Regions from separate parts of the Mus musculus genome. Here all the other regions are linked to region 1. The links are chromatin contacts, called in public promoter capture Hi-C and targeted proximity ligation maps. All regions are on one chromosome and are shown on one strand. The core of a region is the stretch at or near the end of the contact, and the rest is flanking DNA. Distances in the headings are between cores, read along the strand shown. Region 1 holds the start of Syt12 (synaptotagmin XII). Region 2 holds the start of Rbm4 (RNA binding motif protein 4). Region 3 holds the start of Rad9a (RAD9 checkpoint clamp component A). Region 4 holds the start of Ctsf (cathepsin F). Region 5 holds the start of Acy3 (aspartoacylase (aminoacylase) 3). Region 6 holds the start of Peli3 (pellino 3).

Region 1 (2,786 bases), core at 162-2,661:
AAAGCGTGTGCCACCGCTGCCCAGGAAGCACTCTTAAAAAAAAAAAAAAAAAATTAAAAACGAAAATGGGTTCAGTCTTGCCAAAGCTATAAGTAGCCTTGAAGGTTAGTTAAATGGGAAATGGCACCAAATGTCCATGGTCCAATCCCTAGCTCCAAGACAGAACTCACTTCTTTTTCAGGTCCAGAAAATGATGGTGCCCCCTATAGGTGAGGGTGAAGTTGCAACCTCCCTTTGGTTTTCTGGACCAAGCTTGTCTGTCTGCTCTCCACACTACTCTCAGACAACCCAGCCTTTTGGTATTGGCTCTCCATGAGATTGTCAACTTCTCTCCCAGACTCCAGATCCTCCTGGAGGCCTAGTCAGGTGTCTTCCCAGCTCGCTGTTCTGGTCACTGTGTCCAGAACAGGTGCCCCGCCGCCCCCTCCTGAAGGGCAACACCCAGCCTCTCCTAATACCCGACTTATCTTCCTGCCAGACTGCGCGGGCAGGGAGGGGACCTGTCCCTTGTTCCCGGAAGATCGCCCACGCCTGGCACTGTGCCGAGAGCCTGGGTGAGAGCGTCATAAATATCTCCTGAATGATTCATTCATTCCTTGGAAGAGAAAGTATGACCCTTAAGAGGTTAAAAAAGAAAGTCAGGTGTGGTGGCACATGCCTTTAGTCCCAGCAATTGGGAGACAGAGGCTGATATCTCTGTGAGTTCGAGCAAGGCCAGCCTGATCTACTTAGTGATTTCCAGGACAGCTAGGGCTATAAAGTGATTCATTCTCCCATTCTCCCTCTCTCTCTCTCTAAAAAAAAAAAAAAAAAAAAAAAAAAAAAAAAAAAAAAAAAGACTTTGAAGTCATTTGGCCTTCATATCCACCCTGGGCCTTATCTCAAAAAAAATAAATAAATAAATGGAGTGGCCGCCGATGAGGTCATTGCAGAGATTACAAAAGATGATGTCGGTAAGTGACCTGGACTGGTATAGCGTACAATCACAACTCAATCATGGAAGGAAATATCAGCCATTCAGAGAAGGGAATACTGCTGGCTGCGCTGCTCGCTGGTCTGATTTTGTGAGTGTGTGTGTGTGTGTGTGACTCTCTTGAGTCCGTTTTACAGATAAAGAAACTGAGGCCTAGAAGGAGAACAACATAAAGGGAGTGGGGTGCGCCCCTGGTGAGCACAGGGTTCCCTACCCAACACATCCACAAGCCTGCGATCCCAGGGTCCAACTTGGCTGCCCCCCCCCCCCCCAGGACCCTCACGCGCTTGGGGATCTCCGACTAGATCCTCGCAGCGCTGCTCTGCTCCTTGGAGTAGAGAGAGCGCTCGGGGTTGTCACTTTAAATTCAAGAAGGAGCAGGCGAGCGGGCGGGCGAGCGCGAGGGAGCGCGCGGCGGGCTCCTGGGAGCGTGCCCGGACTGCGGCGCTGCTCCATTCGGCCGCCGGGCCCCGCGGAGCCCCCATCGGTGAGGCGAGGCTCCAGCAGGAGACGAGCGCCCCGCTACACTGCAGGGGTGGCGTAGCAGCGGGCGGCCGAGCGCCTGTGAGAGCCAACTGCGGGAGGCCAGCGTGGGAGCAGAGATAGAACCAGGAGTCGGACCCGCGTCCCCTCCGCGGAACCCCGGGTGAGTAGGCACCCTGGCCCCCACACAGAGCGCGGCAGGCACAAGCGCCCTGGGCATGGACGGGCGGACGCACTCAGTCCCTCTTCTTAAGCCCGAAACCCGGGGCCCCTCACACTCCGTACGTCTGCACCCCCGCGCTGCGCTGGCACACCAACGCGGGGCACAGAGCACGCCCGGCGCCCTTCCCCGGCCCAGCCACTCCGCGCACTGCGCATCGCCTGGCGCCAGCTCGCCCGGCCCCCATGTGCACACACGCGGTTCACCCGGCTGTTTACACACCTCCCCTGAGCTCGCACACCGCACACACCCCTCACCTTCACACTCAACACCTTGGCTGTCCTAACTGCCCCTGACCTTACATCCCGTTGGGGGTCCCTGGCCAGTGCCCCCTCCCAAAATTCCAGTGTGGTGTGAGGGTATGAGGATCTGCATCGTAGGGGGCGCGTCGCATCTCTTCTCCAGGAGGCCTACGGGAAGAACCTAAGGGTTCCTTGAGCTTCACTCGAAGCTGTGTATAGACGGGAGCTGAACATGGGGGCAGTAAACGGCATTGTAGGTGAAGGAGCCCTGAGCCTTTCTCTTTGGTGGGCATGGTGCTGCTAAAAGACTGTCTCGCCTTACAGTTGATGGGGACAAATCCGTTGAGAAGAACCTGGGAAACAAGCACCTGAGCTGTTTAGCCAGGGTGCAGAGTTTGCAGAGCCTCAGAAGTAGTCCTTATTAGAAACTAAGAAAGGCAAGGGAAGGAAACCCACCTAGGTGTTAACAATGCACCCAGTAAGGCCAGGACAATTACAATTATACACTCACCTCACCCCACCCCACCCCCAATCCCAACCCCAACCCCCATTTCCAGTCCTCTCTGAGCAATGTGAAATCTTTCTCAAGCAGCCCAGAAGAGTGGGACCTCCCAGCCTGGGGTCCAAACCTGGCTTCATCCTACTAAGTGCTTGCTAGTGACTTGGATGGGGCAAGTCACTTTTCACACCTTGAAGGGCTGGAGTCTCAGCTGCTAGGCCACCCCTCCCTACATTTCCAGGGCTGACAGGGAACCCTGGACTCTCTGGGGGCATTTCCTGAGCACAAGGCAAGTCCCCCCTGATACTATGCTGGCACATAGTAGGTGCCCAGTGTCAGCTGTCACCCACCCCCAGCCAGTCTGCACTG
Region 2 (2,883 bases), core at 133-2,632, 320 kb before region 1:
GATTAAACTGAGAGAAAATGATTTCTATACCCTATGCATTTCTGGGTGCATATTGAGATGTGGCTGTGCATTTTAGATCCCCTCTGAAAGGGCCTGTGCAGGACAGCAGAACTTGTATTACAGATCTCAGGTGGCTTTTACTCAGTCTCAGGTGCTGCAGAATGAAGCCATGGCCATATTTAATGTCATATTGTTACTTTTTAAGGGGCCTATTTCCTAGCCTTAAATTATAGACTAATTTTCTGCTATAGAATCCAGTAGCTTATTTTCTGTCTCTGCCTTTTGTTTGACTTTTTCTTTCTTTTGTGGCAGTTTTGGGAGGTAGTATGCTCTATTTGTTATTTTACTCCCAATCATCCTGTTCTCATGAAGTTCCCCCTGCTTTCTGCCTGTTCACCTTTAAGTTCTCCATTCAGCACCTTTCCCGGTTATCTCCATCTTAAGAAGCTGCGTTGCAGAGGGTCATGACTAAAGTTGCTTGCTCAATGAGTATGGGATTATGTGAAGCAGCCAGTGGGTGAGAAAAATGTGATGAGGGAATTTGGACCCTGTGAAGAATGTTCGTTTGTACTTGTTTACAGCTGATTGTCACAAGCCTTTTTTCCAAGGTCAGTTTTAGGGAATTTAAACTTAGTTTTGGCTAATGGAGCCCAATAAAACCAAACAAAATCAAAAATTGCTGTTCCCGTTTTTTGTTTTGTTTTTTGTTTCTTCTCTTGGCGGGGTGAAGTTGGGGTGGGATGGGGTGTCGATTTTCAATCTCTGTTTTTCACACCTTTTGGGGAGGTGGGAGGCTGTTTCCTAAAGGGAACCTTAACCCCTGTGTCTCCTACGTCTCTGACCACCCTATTGTCTGGGCCATTGAACTGTTATCGAAGCTGGATCCACTGACTGTTTTAGAGTTTTAAAATTACATAAAGATACTTATAATTTTGGTAACTTGAGACTCAGAAGGACTACATTGGAAAGTGGGGGTTGCTTTTTAAGTAGGGGCGGGAGCTTGGCTATCGCCGGGAGGTCTGGGTAGGTTGACTGATGCAATATCCACGTTGCGGGGCGTGGTGACGCTCAGCTAGGGACCGGTGCGGAATTGTGGTGACAGAACTTGAATTTTGTCAGGATGTGCACGTGTAAGTGACAAAATGTGAAAGCTTAACAAAGTTGGGAGCCACGAAGCTACAGGTTGCCCCACTGACGCACGGCACCTTGTTCATTCTGCCTAATGGCTGGCCGCGCTTTGAAGAATTCCGCGTTTCTAGCTCCACCTTCAGATGGACCTCTTGCCCAATCAGTGGCTTCAGTTTCACTAGGCTGGGTGCTCATTGGCTTTCATATAAAAGGTCCAGGTTACTGACGTTTCCACCTCTTCCTGGCCTCTCAGGTAATTGGCGTTCCGGGTAACCAATCAGGAAGAGGATCTCCGGGAACGCCAGCCTTTTACTTTACCGAACGGCCAATCCGGTGGGTAGGTTCACCCCTCTTTCTACCCAGAGTCACTGCTGTGGCCGCCGCCATTTTAGCGTTTTGTCAGAACCGTCCGCGCTGCAAGGAGGAGGACCTGCAGGTATCCATGCGGTGAGATACTCCACGTTCTTCCACTGTGTTCTTTTCTCTGTTAAAAAAACTTACCTGACTCCGGTGGGTGTCAGGGTTGGCATAGTGGGGTTGCGGTCTGCGCACCCGTCCCTGAGAGCCGACATCGGTCCTCGACTTAGTGCGGTAAGCCTGAAACAACCTTCCTCCAAGTCCTCGTTCTCTACTCCCGGAATAGCTTTCTTTTGTCCACCTTACCCTCTGCTTTGCTCAATCTTCTTTGGGGTTTCCACCTAGATAAATCTTAGATTTAGGCTGGAGAATCTGTCATGCCCTGGGCATTGTTGGCTTCCTCACCAAACTGTAGCACCAGTCTTTGACCAGTTCTTCTGTAGGAGCCTGTAATGACATGCCCCACCCCCACCCCCACCCCAGAGGACTCCTCCTACTCGGGCATTTTCTATATTTCCCTGCTTTTTATCTGGTTGATCCCGGAACTCACTACTCCGAGTGAAATTCCCACTTTTCCGGAAATGGTTGCTAAGAGAGGAAGAGCTAATTTGAAGTAATTATAATTAGCAAGTCTAGTAGTTAGAATCTTGTTTTCAAATGTCAAAGTGAGTAGCTCTCAGTACCTGTAGCATTTTTTTTATTTATGCTGAAAACTTAGAGCGTTATTCCTTTGTCTGGGGCAGGGGAAGTGTAACTCAGTGGCGGAATACTTGCCTATAATGTACCGTGCTGTAGGTTGGAGCCACACCGCAAAATCCCCTTTGTCTACAAAAGTCTGCCTTGTTACATTTTTCCTCTTTATAGAACTTCTTGTGAGAAATAGAAGCAGGCTCTTGTTGAACTCCACATTTGTTACTGATTGGAGATGTAAGAGCATGCCTGTAGGAGAAAACTTTTGGGACTATGTGCTAAAGTGAAAGGAGATGATGGGAGCCATTTATTTATTTGATTTTTTTTTTCCCTTTTTTTAACAGTTGCTATGGACTTGAGGTCTTCTCCTAAAAATCTTGTTTCTCTACTTGCAGGCTGTGTGGAGATGGTGAAGCTGTTCATTGGAAATCTGCCCCGGGAGGCCACAGAGCAGGAGATCCGCTCACTCTTCGAGCAGTACGGGAAGGTGCTGGAATGTGACATCATTAAGAATTATGGCTTTGTGCACATAGAGGACAAGACGGCCGCTGAGGATGCCATACGCAACCTGCACCACTACAAGCTGCACGGAGTGAACATCAATGTGGAAGCCAGCAAGAATAAGAGCAAAGCTTCAACCAAGTTACACGTGGGCAACATCAGCCCCACTTGTACCAACCAAGAGCTTCGGGCCAAGTTTGAGGAGTA
Region 3 (2,768 bases), core at 212-2,711, 280 kb after region 1:
CAAAGCCTAGGGTTTTCTCTGCTGAGGGAACCTTTGCTGTTGAGCCCAGGAAGAGAAGTCAGCATGGGAGAAGCAGGCTACAGCCTTGGAAGCAGCCAGAGTGGCCGCTAAGAGCCTGGCAGGGCTATGGAGATAGGTGATCATGTGGGGTAGGAGACAGTGAAGACCTCTGTGGGACCTGGATCCTCAAAGTTCCTGATCAAGAGACTGGACTTTGCCAGGAGAGTTAAGCCCACCGGGGGGGGGGGGGGGGGCGGGTCACTGAGGACTGTGTCTGGACAGTGAAAGGAGGACAGTGGAGACAGAAGGAGGGCCACTTTGCCATCTGTTTGGGAAATGAAGCAGCCAGAATCCACCGAAGACGTGAGCAAGTGAGGAGGAGAGGATGCTGGTAATCCCCTAACTCCCAGTCTAACAGAGAACTGGACACCTCTGCGTTGTATGCAGCTTGCCTTGGATGTGGAAAGGGAAAGCCGCCTCCTCCCCGGAGGCTCTAGGAAAGAAGCACTTGGAGAGGGAGAGGAGCCTAGAAAAACAAAGAGGGGCTAGGTAACAAACACACCCTCCCCACTACCCACAGGCCCGCAGGGGGATGGGCAAGGGTTGCTCTAGGCATTTGAACTACCTCCCAGAGCAAGGTGAATGCGTCCCAGCTGAAAATCTTCATCCTTCCACACTGTCTGGGTAATTGGTAAAATGTACATAAACCAAACCCCGCGTAGTACTTAAGCCTTCCCAGGGCTTCCCAGTTCATCCCTTCAGCTCTGCCTCCCCACCCCTTACCGCACAAGGCTCGGGACACCCCATTCACCCATATTCGCCTACCCCCATTGTGCTTCTGCTTCTGCCCCTCCTTCTGACAAGTCCATCCTTCCACCCTTTTCTGTCCCAGAACCTTCTCATCTTTCCATGTATTTACGAAGGTCAGTGAAGGATCCTGAAAGCAAAATGAACAGCCCCTTCTCATCGCTCTTGAAGCGAGTTACGTTTTTTGAGGGGAGCTGGTGGTTGCTGCCACAACAGAATCCCCAGCCCAGATTGAGCGCGGACTATCTTGATTTGACCCTGTAACCCCACACACTAAAGTTAGCGACCCGGGAGGGTCTACACTTCCCACGTTAGGGCTCTGGTCCAGAGCTCGATCCTTGGTGCAGACACCTTGCTCCTCCATCTAGTATGCCCTTCACCTATGCCCAGTGCAGCCCAGTGGAGCTGCAGAGCTCTGCAGGGTGTGCAGGGCTCGGGTTCGGGTGGGAGAATCAGACCTGAGGAAGGACACAGGAGCAAGCCCTCCGCAGTCACGTGACCCGGGCCACACCCAATGAACCGACTAGATCACGTGACACCGAGCTTAGGAACGTTTTTCTCACGTGACGGAGAAACCCCGGGTGAACCAATAAGGAAGCGGAGGCCAGGCCGGCAGCGGGGAGGGGACGGTGCGCGGGAAGGGAACTTTAGGCAGTCGTAGTAGCTGCTGGGACTCATTATATGTCCTATCCCGTCCCGGTTCGTGTGCAAAACAAGCTCGATTTTTGTGCTTATGTACTATGAAGTGCCTGATCACCGGGGGCAACGTGAAGGGTAAGTTTGGACCTACCTTGCAGCAGACCACGTGAGCAAGCCCCAGGAGTCCCCCTAACCACTTTCTGTTCTCCTCCCCGCAGTGCTGGGCAAGGCTGTCCATTCGCTATCCCGAATCGGGGACGAGCTCTATCTGGAACCCTTGAAGGACGGGGTAAGGGACTGGGACGCAGGGATGGGGGCGGATTCAATGGTGAATGGGGAGCCTAGGCTTGGTGTTCATTCGGCCTTACAGGGATGGTGGACAGATATTCCGGCGCAGTTTATTATCTCTTGGGTTGTTCGGACATCGGCTTGGGCCCAGTCTTCTGAGGCTGCATGTCTATACAGAGGGTACTTGCTCTTCCTAGAACGCCTAGTGGCAGGCAAGGTGGGGCTAAAGTAACTTAAGGGAAAAGCAATTTTGCCTGCTTTTTGTGTCTCAGCTCTCCCTACGGACTGTGAACTCGTCCCGTTCTGCCTATGCCTGCTTCCTTTTTGCCCCACTCTTCTTCCAGCAGTACCAGGCGGCTTCCCCTGGTCAGGACCTGCTGCGCTGTAAGATCCTGATGAAGGTAAGGGCCACCTGAAGCAGCTCCACAGCTGTGCCTCTGTGCCAGGTACTCAGTAAATGATGAGTTTGACTAGGGAGTTAGTCTCATATGGGAGCTATTCCATGCAACATGCAGTGAGGTAAAGATGTTTAGACCGTAGAGGGCTATCTAAGATCTGTGGAGAGGGTGGTGACATTGGTCAAGAAAAGGTTAGTGGCCCTTCCCAGCAAAGAGACCAGCATGGGCAAGGCAGCATGGGAGTGTGCAGACACCACAGCTTTGTGGGGCCAGTGATGGGGCCAGGGCCTACATGGGATGTAGAGCTGGGCCGTGGAAGCAGTGTGCCAGACTGATGTCCTACCCTGCCCAGGCCTTCCTGTCCGTCTTCCGCTCTCTGGCAATTGTGGAGAAGTCTGTGGAGAAGTGCTGTATCTCCCTCAGTGGCAGCCACAGCCACCTGGTGGTCCAGCTCCACTGCAAGTATGGTGAGCAAGCGGCCTGCCCAAAGAGTTCCTCTGTGGGTGTGGAGGCAGTGGCAGTGGAGGTTGCCAAGCCCTGAGACCATTTCCCTTATCCAGGGGTCAAGAAGACACACAACCTCTCCTTCCAGGACTGTGAGTCCCTGCAGGCTGTCTTCGACCCAGCCTCATGCCC
Region 4 (2,758 bases), core at 202-2,701, 380 kb before region 1:
GGAGACAGATGACAAGGCTGGGGCCTACCTTCCCTTGATTCATAAGTCCGGTTATAGGTGGTCATGAAGTCCTTGAAGAGTGGAGCCATCTTCACAGAGAAGTCCTAGGAAGGCGGAAGGATGTTCACTTACAAGTCCAGCCAGACCCCAGTGAGCTGACTGAGCTCTACCCTGGAGGACCAAGACAGGGAAGTCACTATGGGAAGAGGAAGTGAGGGGGAAGAGAGAGAAGGGGCGTGCAGAGAAAGAGAAGAGAAGGGAAAGAGGATTAAGGGGCCTTTGTCTCTCCTCGACACAGGGTCTTCACCTGGGGCAGGGGATCCTTGTCCAACAATGGAAGGAATGAGCTGAAAGTCGCATTTCTAAACTCTGGATAGGGTCGGAACAGAGAAGTAATTAAGGCTGGATTCTGACTCAAGTATGGTCTGGGCTCTCCCAGTCTCCTTGAGCAATCCCAGCACCTGTGACCTTGGCATTCACTGGGCTACAGTCCCTCCTCAGCAGCAAGTGTTCTTTTAGCTCTTCCAGGACTTCAAAACTGCAGAGCTGGAGGCATAGAAAGAAGACGGTCTTGGGACAGTTTGAAACAAGGTCCTGGCAAGAGCAGCTAGAAGTTCCTCAAAGGAGAGCCACATGGAAGGCAGTCATAACTTGGTGAAAGAGGGAGGCCAGCAGCAGACACCCAGCACCCCAACACCCACCCTTTCAGAGCATCTTGGTCTCTAACTTGGTATCTCAGGAGTAACCAATGCCTCGACAGGACCCACCATTCCAATTGTTTGCCAGCTAGGGCCAACAATAGCTGACCTCTTCACTCACCACTGTTTTCTTCGTCTCAGGCAGTGGGCACACCAGGGGATCATTGCAAGGTGGCTCCTCTAGTGTGGCTTCCAGGGAGAACAGAGAGCCCTGGCCGGCCTGGATGGAGAAGAAGTTGGGGCTGGCCCAGCCATCCCCTCCCCCTTTACTCCTCTTAGGAGACCATTGCCCATCTGTGCCTCCCTACCGGATACAGGTCTAAACAGGTCCTTCCCTCCCCTGTCCTGGCCATCATCCCAAATTTAAGCCAAACTCCACCTTGCACCATTCCTGGGCCCAGGCCCCGCGCCCGCTCCCCGCGCGTCCTCACCCGGCGGACGCGTCCGCGCACCGCTCCTAGCACGGCCCTTGTCCCCGCAGCACGGCCGTAATTGTACATGTCCAGCGCGAAGCGGGCGGGGGCCAGCAGCTCCTGGGACGACAAGTTCCAGGCCTGCTCGTCATCTGCCCAGGGCTTGGCGGGGACGGGGCTCAGGGCCACAGTCGAGAGCAGTGTCAGCAGCCACAGAAGCTGCAGTAGGGGCGCCATAGCGAGGTCGAAGCTGCTCGCCCGGATTCACTGACCCACAAACACACGGATCAAGAGACCCGAGGCGGAGCCTGCTGTCAGAGGCCACAGAGAGTTTCCCTACAACGTTGGAGAACGCCGGGGCGGCCAATGGGCACCGATTCCTGGCGCTTGCGCGCTCGCTTATTTACGCGAGGCACGTGGACCACGGGGTGCGGGATGCGGGGGGGGGTGGGTGGGGGGGTGGAGAGGGTGGAGTGAGGGGAGAGGACACTAGGTTGACAATAAAATAAGAATCTACGCCCTTTTCTATCTTACGCAGGAAAAGCCAGATCCTTTTAACCATGGCAGACCTGTGAGGTCAGTGCAGTCCCATTGCGTAGATAAAGAAAAAGAAGCTTACAGATGACTCTGATAAGAGGTGAACCCAAACAATTGGTTCCTCAGCCTGCCTTCACGGTGTGATCTCACCTTTGAGGCACCTATTGTCATTCACCAGACGGTCAGTAATATTATGGGTTGTGGGACCAGAGGATGTAGGTAGTTCAGTGGCTAGTGTTTGCCTAGCTCTCACAAATGCCCTGTGTACCATCCCCGAGCACGGAATAAACCTAGCCTGGTGAGGCACTCAGGAAGAGACAGAAAGTTCTGAAGTTCAAGGTCATTCTTGGATACCTAAGAGAATTTGAGCGTAGGCTACATGAGTCTGGCTGTTGTGAGGCTTAAAAGACATCTATATAATCAACAAAGCTGTGCAAAGGGTGGATCGTACCGTAAATCACTTAAAAGCACTGTGTTCCAGGACTGCCAAGGGACAGCGTCACAACTGAAAACAGAGGGTGGGAAAAAAATCTCCAAAGTGTAAAAATGTATGAGGGAATAACAAATTGAATCATAAACCAAGATGCATTCTCGTAAGCCTCTGCACACTTGGAGAGGGACCGGAAAGGAGGGTTTTTTATTATTGAAAGGGAAATGTCCATAAACTGCTTGGATACAAAAATCCATTGGTTTTGTATCGGAGAGGCAAAAATTATCCTCAGCTCATTGAAGGAGCTGTCGTATGTTATCTAAAGCGGTTAAAATCAGCCTTGTCACAGAAATCTTGTGTGTACGTGAGGAGTGTGCAGGGTATGTATATATGAAGGAGTTTTTTGAAGTCTTTAAGACAGTTCCCTTGGTTTGTTTGTCTTCAAAACAGGGCCTATGTAGACTGCTACATCCACTCCAGTAGTGACATGCATGACAGGCCAAAAGCCTGGATCTTGCCCAGGGCCTGCTTCTTTTGTACCACCCCGAGATTGGAGTTTCTGCCTTGTCCTGCTTCCCTATTACAACCTAAAGATTGAGGCTTGTTTCCTTGTCCTTGGCCAATGTCAGATTCCTGCCTAGCAGTACCCTATAGGTCTCTCCACAATGTATCCCATAAAG
Region 5 (2,807 bases), core at 88-2,587, 490 kb after region 1:
GGTGCAAGTTGAAGGAGATGTTGGATTCAGAGATGAGGCAGACTCCAGTGTTTGCTGTGGTGTTGTGCAGGTCTAGGGTAAAGTCAAAAGCCTGGCCTGTGCCCTTGGGACCCAGCAGCTGGTTCAACTCTCGGGCTCTTTTCACTTCATAGGGGTCATCAGGGGTAGCGGTGGAACTGTGGGGAAAGGAATGGGGGACATCAGTCCCCATCATCTCAGTCTCCCTTTCCTTGGCTAACTTCTCACCTTTGGTGGGGGAGGGGGGAGATTAGCTGGATGCCACCTCCTACAAGAAGCCTTCCCTGACTTCTCTTGGTCAGGCTGGATGCTCCATGTAGTCCCACCTTCACCCCAGTCTTTTTCTGTGCCTCCAGTAACCTGAAGCTGACATGTTGGTCCTGTTCCCCATGTATGTCTCACTTCAGCTGGTAAGAGTCTGGCCTACTGGGCAGACTTCCTGGAAGAGGTGACATTGATCTGGATCTCGCTAAACCATATGGTCATTGAGAAAAGACAGAGATGCCTTGCTAGCCACTGTGACCAGTCTGTAGGGATGCTAGTACCTGGCTGTGGACCGGCCAGCCTGGCTGAGGGTACTCACCCAAGGAAGGTGAGGGTGCAGGAGCGGTTGAGATCACGGTCCAGGTAACGGCAACAGGCAGCTGTGGCTGCTGGGTTGGCCAGAACCGGCATGGCTGAGAAGCTGGGTCTCTGCAGCTCCCCTGGGTTCTGTAGCCAGTACCGGGCCAGGTAGACACCACACATCTCATTCCCGTGGGTGCCTCCAGTCACAGCCACACGGAGCAGGGGCTCCCGGGACCCAGGTAGGGAGGACATCTCCCAGTGTGGGGAAGAACTGCACAAGAGATGTGGAATCTAAGTATCCAGAGCCTGAACAGTAGGGTGAGCTCCCCACAGAAGAGTCTGAGGCAGGGGGATGCCAACTGTGACCCACCTGTACCCAGAAGCCAAGTTCAAGACACCAGCAGCCAAATTTTTGTTCCCCCTTGCAACCTCAGTCCCTCTTCTGGAATGTTCTGAGGGTGAGTGTCGCTCTCCCCACTTTTCTCTCTGAGGACCTAAGCTGAGAAGGGGGACTCAGACATTCAGAAGGTCGACTGTTCCCACCCACACGACTGTCACCACAGAACTATTTTATAGATGGTAAAGCCAATGCCTAGCTTTCCAGGGGGAGAAGACTGTCACCCCCTAAGCTGTGCAGCAAGTGTCTGGATTTCAGGCCACCTCTGCACCCTCCTCTGAACTGGTCGGGAGCCTCTGCCAGAGCCTCTTACCTGCTGGTACGAGCCTGGGCTTCCCTAGGCCACAGGCCTAATGTGTCCACCCCCTAGGAGGCTGTATTTATAGGCCCGCAGGTCCCAGGCAGGAAGTGTTTGTTCCAAGTAGGCGGAGAACTGGAGGCGGGAGGCTGGGCTGGGAGCCAAGCAGCCAAAGTTCGCAGGGCCCCACCCCTATCCCCTAAGCTCCGCCCCCACTCCCATCAGCTTAATGGGTCCAGGTCTCTGGGGCAGGTTCCTGTCCTTGCCCTCTCCTCTTTCCCCCGGAAAAGGGACAGTTTTACTTGCAAGGGTCTCTGGGGACTTCTGCTGGAAGCTGCGCTTGCCCAGAGATTCCTGACTTGGAACCATGTCTCCCAGTCCTCAGAAAGGACTTGGCTTTGCACTGATGAGTACTGGTGGTCCACTGCTTGGTCCTTTAAGGGTAGACAAGGCCTGCCTGGTGTCCACTCCGATCCATGCAGAGAGGTGCTTTCCTTGAGGCTACTTAAGGCAGACAACAGTGGGCAGTGACTTGATTTTGGCCACAGCAGCCCTGTACTTTGGGGGCCACCGGAAAAGGAGTCCTCTTCCCTGCCACCTTCCCCTGCACCGGCCTGTCTTTGCAGCCCACAGCCACCTATTTAAAGCTGTGATCTATGAGGTTCAAATCTTACAGCTCACTGATGCTTCAAACAAAACCGCAAAATGTTTTGCCTGGTCTTTGTGATGGCCTTCAAGGACACTGTAACTGAAATGACTTTGTTTACTCTGCTTTGGAAAACAACCCTCAGGCCCAGTCTACAGATGTGGAAACTGAGGCTCAGCAGAGGAGCAAAGGGTACACTGAACACAGGGGACAGTTGGAACTGGAAGACAGAGTGATCCTTTCCATTCCCTGAGACCTCCGTGGGGGTCCTGGGGAAGTCCTGGTTCCCTGACCCTCAGCTGTCCCTCCTACTGAGCTCAGCTGTCCTCTGGCAGGAGGCAAGCACTGTTCAGAGGTCGCTGAGGAGAGAGGCAGTGAGCCATGCAGCCCACTGAACCATCGGATTAACTATGCCTACTGACTGCACTTGGCCTCCAAGGTCAGGCCTTGTGTTTCAGGATGTCCTGACATCCGGCAGGAACTAAATCACTCTCGCTGTAGGTCCAAGCTTACAAGACAGTTTGGACATTCTGGGTGGCAACCTTATCAGAGCTGCTTAGATCACACTCTAGCCTGAGTCTGCTCTCTTACCCTCCCCCACCCCATGGCACTGTCACTGTGGGGACAGTGGAGCCCTGTGGCTCACCTTTGTTCTCACGAGGCCTGCCAGCTGTCCTTTGGCGAAGAGCTGGAAGCGTGCAGTGTGGCCCTGGGCGCCCTTTCTGCAGTCTGAGGCGTCAGCGGAGAGAGGGTCGAGACCTTCCTAAAGCCTATGCAGAAGGCCATGAATCTTTTGTCAACAGCTCTTGGGGCTGTTTACCAAGCCCTGCAGGTGGCAGGGGGTGAGTACCCTGTCTCCTTCAGGGACCCTGCCCTGCTCC
Region 6 (2,725 bases), core at 125-2,624, 470 kb before region 1:
CTTGCTTTTAACTCCAGCTTTTTGGAGGCTAGTCTGATGATGTACATGGTGAGCTCCAGGCCATTCAGGGGTATACAGTGAGACTCTCAAAACTAACAAACAAGCAAACAAAGTAAGGGGACTAGAGATGGCTCAGTGGCTAAGTGCAATGGCTGCTTGCTCTTTCAGAGAGCCTGGGTTTTTATTATTATTATTATTATTATTATTATTATTATTATTATTAGACAGGGTTTCTCTGTATAGTCCTGGCTGTCCTGTAACTCACTCTGTAGACCAGGCTGGCCTTGAACTCAGAAATCCGCCTGCCTCTGCCTCCCAAGTGCTGGGATTAAAGGCTTGCGCCACCACTGCCCAGCTCTGGGTTTGATACTTAGCACTGGCATGGTGGCTCACAACTGTTTGTAACTCCAGTCCCAGAGAATTCGAGTTTCTGGCCTCTGTTGGCACCAGGTAGGCATACAAGTGGTGCACAACCATACACGGAAGCAAAATACTCATATACATGAAAATAGATTTAATATAAAAAAAATAATGAGTCGTTCAAGGGCTGGAGATGTTGGTAAGTGGTAAAGTGTTTATCAAGGTGTATGAAGCCATGGGCCAGATCCTCTCTTGGTTCCTTTGTAGCAAGCCATTTCTGTAAATCTGTTTTGTGGCATCGGGGACAGGGGTGACAGGCCACAATTATCGTACCCGCCTTCCAAGGATTACAGGACTTAATTTGCCCAAATTCAACCCAGAGAGCCTGGTACTGACAGAAGAAAGCCTGTGGCCCTGAGGGACCGAGCACCCCAAAGTGGGCTTTCCTTTGAGGCTTTGCAAAGGATAGAAGCATGCTGTTGGGAGGGGAGGTCAGTGATTCATGTCTCTGGACACCAAGGAGGCCAGAGCTCACTGATTGTTGCACAGAGAGAAAGTGGTCGCGCTGAACTGAAAGACAGATCTGCACTCGAGACAACCGCAGTGGCTTTCCTCAGCCTCCACGGGTGATGCACCTTCCTCCGCCTCTTCTAGTAGTTTCCTTCCCTCTGTTTGCTCTGGGCTTCTCTGTAATTCCGAGATTTCCCCATAAAGGAGGCGGGGTCTTGGAGCAGCGGGTGGGCAGTCGCTAGTCTTAGGTTGGGAAAAGGAGCCTCTAGATTACTGTGTGAAAGGAGGCTCCGGTCTCGGGGAGAACCTAGAAGACCCCAGAATGAGGGTGAGGTGTCCGGAGCCTGGAATAAGAGAGGGGTCTTGTAGACAACCTCTTTGGCTTCCCAGACTACAGCCAGGCTTAAGCCGCAGGAGGCGGAGCCTCGGGGTAAGGTGGGGCCTCTAGGGGCGGAGCCGGGGCGGGGCGTGGGGCAAGGGGTGGGGCGTGGAGGTTTGTGTGCACATCCCTCCCTCCTCCGGGCCTCGGGTGTCCCCGTGACGAGGCTGCACCGAGCAGCCGCGGGCCGGGCCCATCCCGCCGCGGCAGTCCCGGGGCGCAGTAGAGGTGAGGCGGGTGGGGGCCAGCAGCACACAGAGAGCCCCAGAACGCCGCCAGGTGAGGCTGGCGAGGTGGGGGGCGGGGGGCTGTGTTGGGCGTGCGTTGGGGGCGTGTTTGAGTATCTGGGGGTGGCGGGGTTAAGAGAGCGGGTCTGAGGGCTGGCGCCTGTGGCTGTTAGCGCGGAGGCGCGTCTCTGCCGTAGGAGTTCTTGGGTATGCTGTGCCAGTCTAGGCACTGCCCGCGGGACTGACAGCGTGCGCGCGCGTATTTGTGAGGGGCCGCCTGGTGTGTATCTGCGTATGCTGTCATTGTGCCCTTCCCGAGCACGGGGTGCAGGCCTGCCTCTGCGCAGACCTTCCAACGTTGGGGCTGTTAACAGCCTGCGGGCGACTGACTCTGCTGCAGGAGGTGCCCGACTGGGGAGCGCCGCCCCCACAGGCCTCCAGAGACCTAAGCGGCCTGAGGACCACAGACAGACACCTGAGGGAGGGAGGGATCTGGAGGCCTGCCTGCATTGCCAGGCTAAGATAGGGAGACTGAGTCAGGTGGGTGGTAAGACAAAGGCAGACAGATAGAGGAAGGATAGAAGTAGGGACCGGAGTGGGGCGAGAACAGGCAGAAAAGGACGTGCTGGGAGGACAGAGAGTCATTGAGAACAGACAGACTGACAGAGGCCTAGACCTGCTGCAAAAAGGGCAATAAGATTAGAATGAAGACAGACACCCAAGAACCTGACAGAGAGCTTAACTGAGGTCTTGGGGTTAAGAGCTTAAGCCAGGAATTAAGTCTGAGTCTAGAGGTCTCTTAAGTCCTGGCTGCCCCTCTGCCAAACACATTCCATCCAAAGTTGGTATATTGCTCTAACCGACCAAACACTCTGACTCTGATTTTGCCATTTGTTTCTTGGTCTTGTCTCACCAGTCTCCCTCCTTGGTATCCCAGCAACCTCACCATTTGGGGGAAAGGAAGTAGTTATAATAACAAGTGTTGACGGACCATTCTTGCCTTGTGTCTAGCCAGAGCCTGAGAGGAGCTGGGGTGGGAAGTTGCAAGGTTCTTTTCTCTTCTCCCACTGTGCTCAGAATGGTGCTGGAAGGAAACCCTGACGTGGGATCCCCCCGGACCTCAGACCTCCAGCACCCGGGGAGCCAGGGCTCTTGCATCCTGTCTTGTCCTGGTGAAGAAGCACTGGCAGGCGAGGAGCCCATCAAGTATGGTGAACTCATCGTTCTGGGGTGAGCCTCCCTAGTCCAG

What was found. Promoter capture Hi-C pulls out the DNA fragments that hold promoters and counts their contacts. Capture Hi-C pulls out chosen DNA fragments and counts their contacts.
Region 2: a promoter capture Hi-C map of neural stem cells shows a contact between it and region 1. A contact is called at or near these places in 3 of 39 promoter capture datasets (the SN4741 cell line, neural stem cells and second pharyngeal arch cranial neural crest), 3 of 130 datasets of targeted methods (the NIH/3T3 cell line, bone marrow-derived macrophages and embryonic forebrain) and 1 of 9 other capture datasets (adipose tissue).
Region 3: a promoter capture Hi-C map of pancreatic islet shows a contact between it and region 1. A contact is called at or near these places in 1 of 39 promoter capture datasets (liver), 1 of 130 datasets of targeted methods (pancreatic cancer cells) and 2 of 9 other capture datasets (liver and pancreatic islet).
Region 4: a contact with region 1 is called in a promoter capture Hi-C map of liver, with 2.9 times the contacts expected there. A contact is called at or near these places in 10 of 39 promoter capture datasets (the 3T3-L1 cell line, the C10 cell line, the HPC-7 cell line and 6 more), 6 of 130 datasets of targeted methods (the NIH/3T3 cell line, craniofacial prominence, embryonic stem cells and 3 more) and 2 of 9 other capture datasets (liver and pancreatic islet).
Region 5: a contact with region 1 is called in a targeted proximity ligation map of pancreatic cancer cells. A contact is called at or near these places in 1 of 39 promoter capture datasets (pre-B cells) and 1 of 130 datasets of targeted methods (pancreatic cancer cells).
Region 6: a contact with region 1 is called in a promoter capture Hi-C map of second pharyngeal arch cranial neural crest. A contact is called at or near these places in 9 of 39 promoter capture datasets (the C10 cell line, the HPC-7 cell line, HPC-7-derived erythroid cells and 7 more), 2 of 484 Hi-C or Micro-C datasets (embryonic stem cells and nephron progenitors), 2 of 130 datasets of targeted methods (embryonic midbrain and pancreatic cancer cells) and 1 of 9 other capture datasets (embryonic stem cells).

Annotation. Positions count from the first base shown.
Region 1 is chr19:4,475,768-4,478,553 of GRCm38.p6, reverse strand. Syt12 (synaptotagmin XII) reads left to right here and starts at 1,411. Exons shown (of 8, transcript NM_134164.5): 1 at 1,411-1,619.
Region 2 is chr19:4,792,508-4,795,390 of GRCm38.p6, reverse strand. It overlaps Rbm4 (RNA binding motif protein 4), which reads left to right and starts at 1,382. Exons shown (of 4, transcript NM_001290122.1): 1 at 1,382-1,575; 2 at 2,571-2,883. The coding sequence starts at 2,582. It overlaps Gm21992 (predicted gene 21992), which reads left to right. Exons shown (of 3, transcript NR_157185.1): 2 at 1,382-1,575.
Region 3 is chr19:4,200,296-4,203,063 of GRCm38.p6, reverse strand. It overlaps Rad9a (RAD9 checkpoint clamp component A), which reads left to right and starts at 1,461. Exons shown (of 11, transcript NM_011237.2): 1 at 1,461-1,581; 2 at 1,665-1,735; 3 at 2,007-2,135; 4 at 2,485-2,599; 5 at 2,693-2,768. The coding sequence starts at 1,548. Gm30082 (a long non-coding RNA gene) reads right to left here and starts at 1,356. Exons shown (of 4, transcript XR_388289.3): 1 at 1,266-1,356; 2 at 826-937; 3 at 626-680; 4 at 1-526.
Region 4 is chr19:4,853,858-4,856,615 of GRCm38.p6, reverse strand. It overlaps Ctsf (cathepsin F), which reads right to left and starts at 1,451. Exons shown (of 14, transcript NM_019861.2): 1 at 1,130-1,451; 2 at 820-918; 3 at 462-546; 4 at 308-369; 5 at 29-104. The coding sequence starts at 1,348.
Region 5 is chr19:3,985,100-3,987,906 of GRCm38.p6, reverse strand. Acy3 (aspartoacylase (aminoacylase) 3) reads right to left here and starts at 1,337. Exons shown (of 8, transcript NM_001302479.1): 1 at 1,296-1,337; 2 at 956-1,084; 3 at 602-856; 4 at 1-176. The coding sequence starts at 837. It overlaps Gm52386 (a long non-coding RNA gene), which reads left to right and starts at 2,146. Exons shown (of 3, transcript XR_003952881.1): 1 at 2,146-2,768.
Region 6 is chr19:4,941,741-4,944,465 of GRCm38.p6, reverse strand. Peli3 (pellino 3) reads left to right here and starts at 1,374. Exons shown (of 7, transcript NM_172835.3): 1 at 1,374-1,528; 2 at 2,554-2,706. The coding sequence starts at 2,555.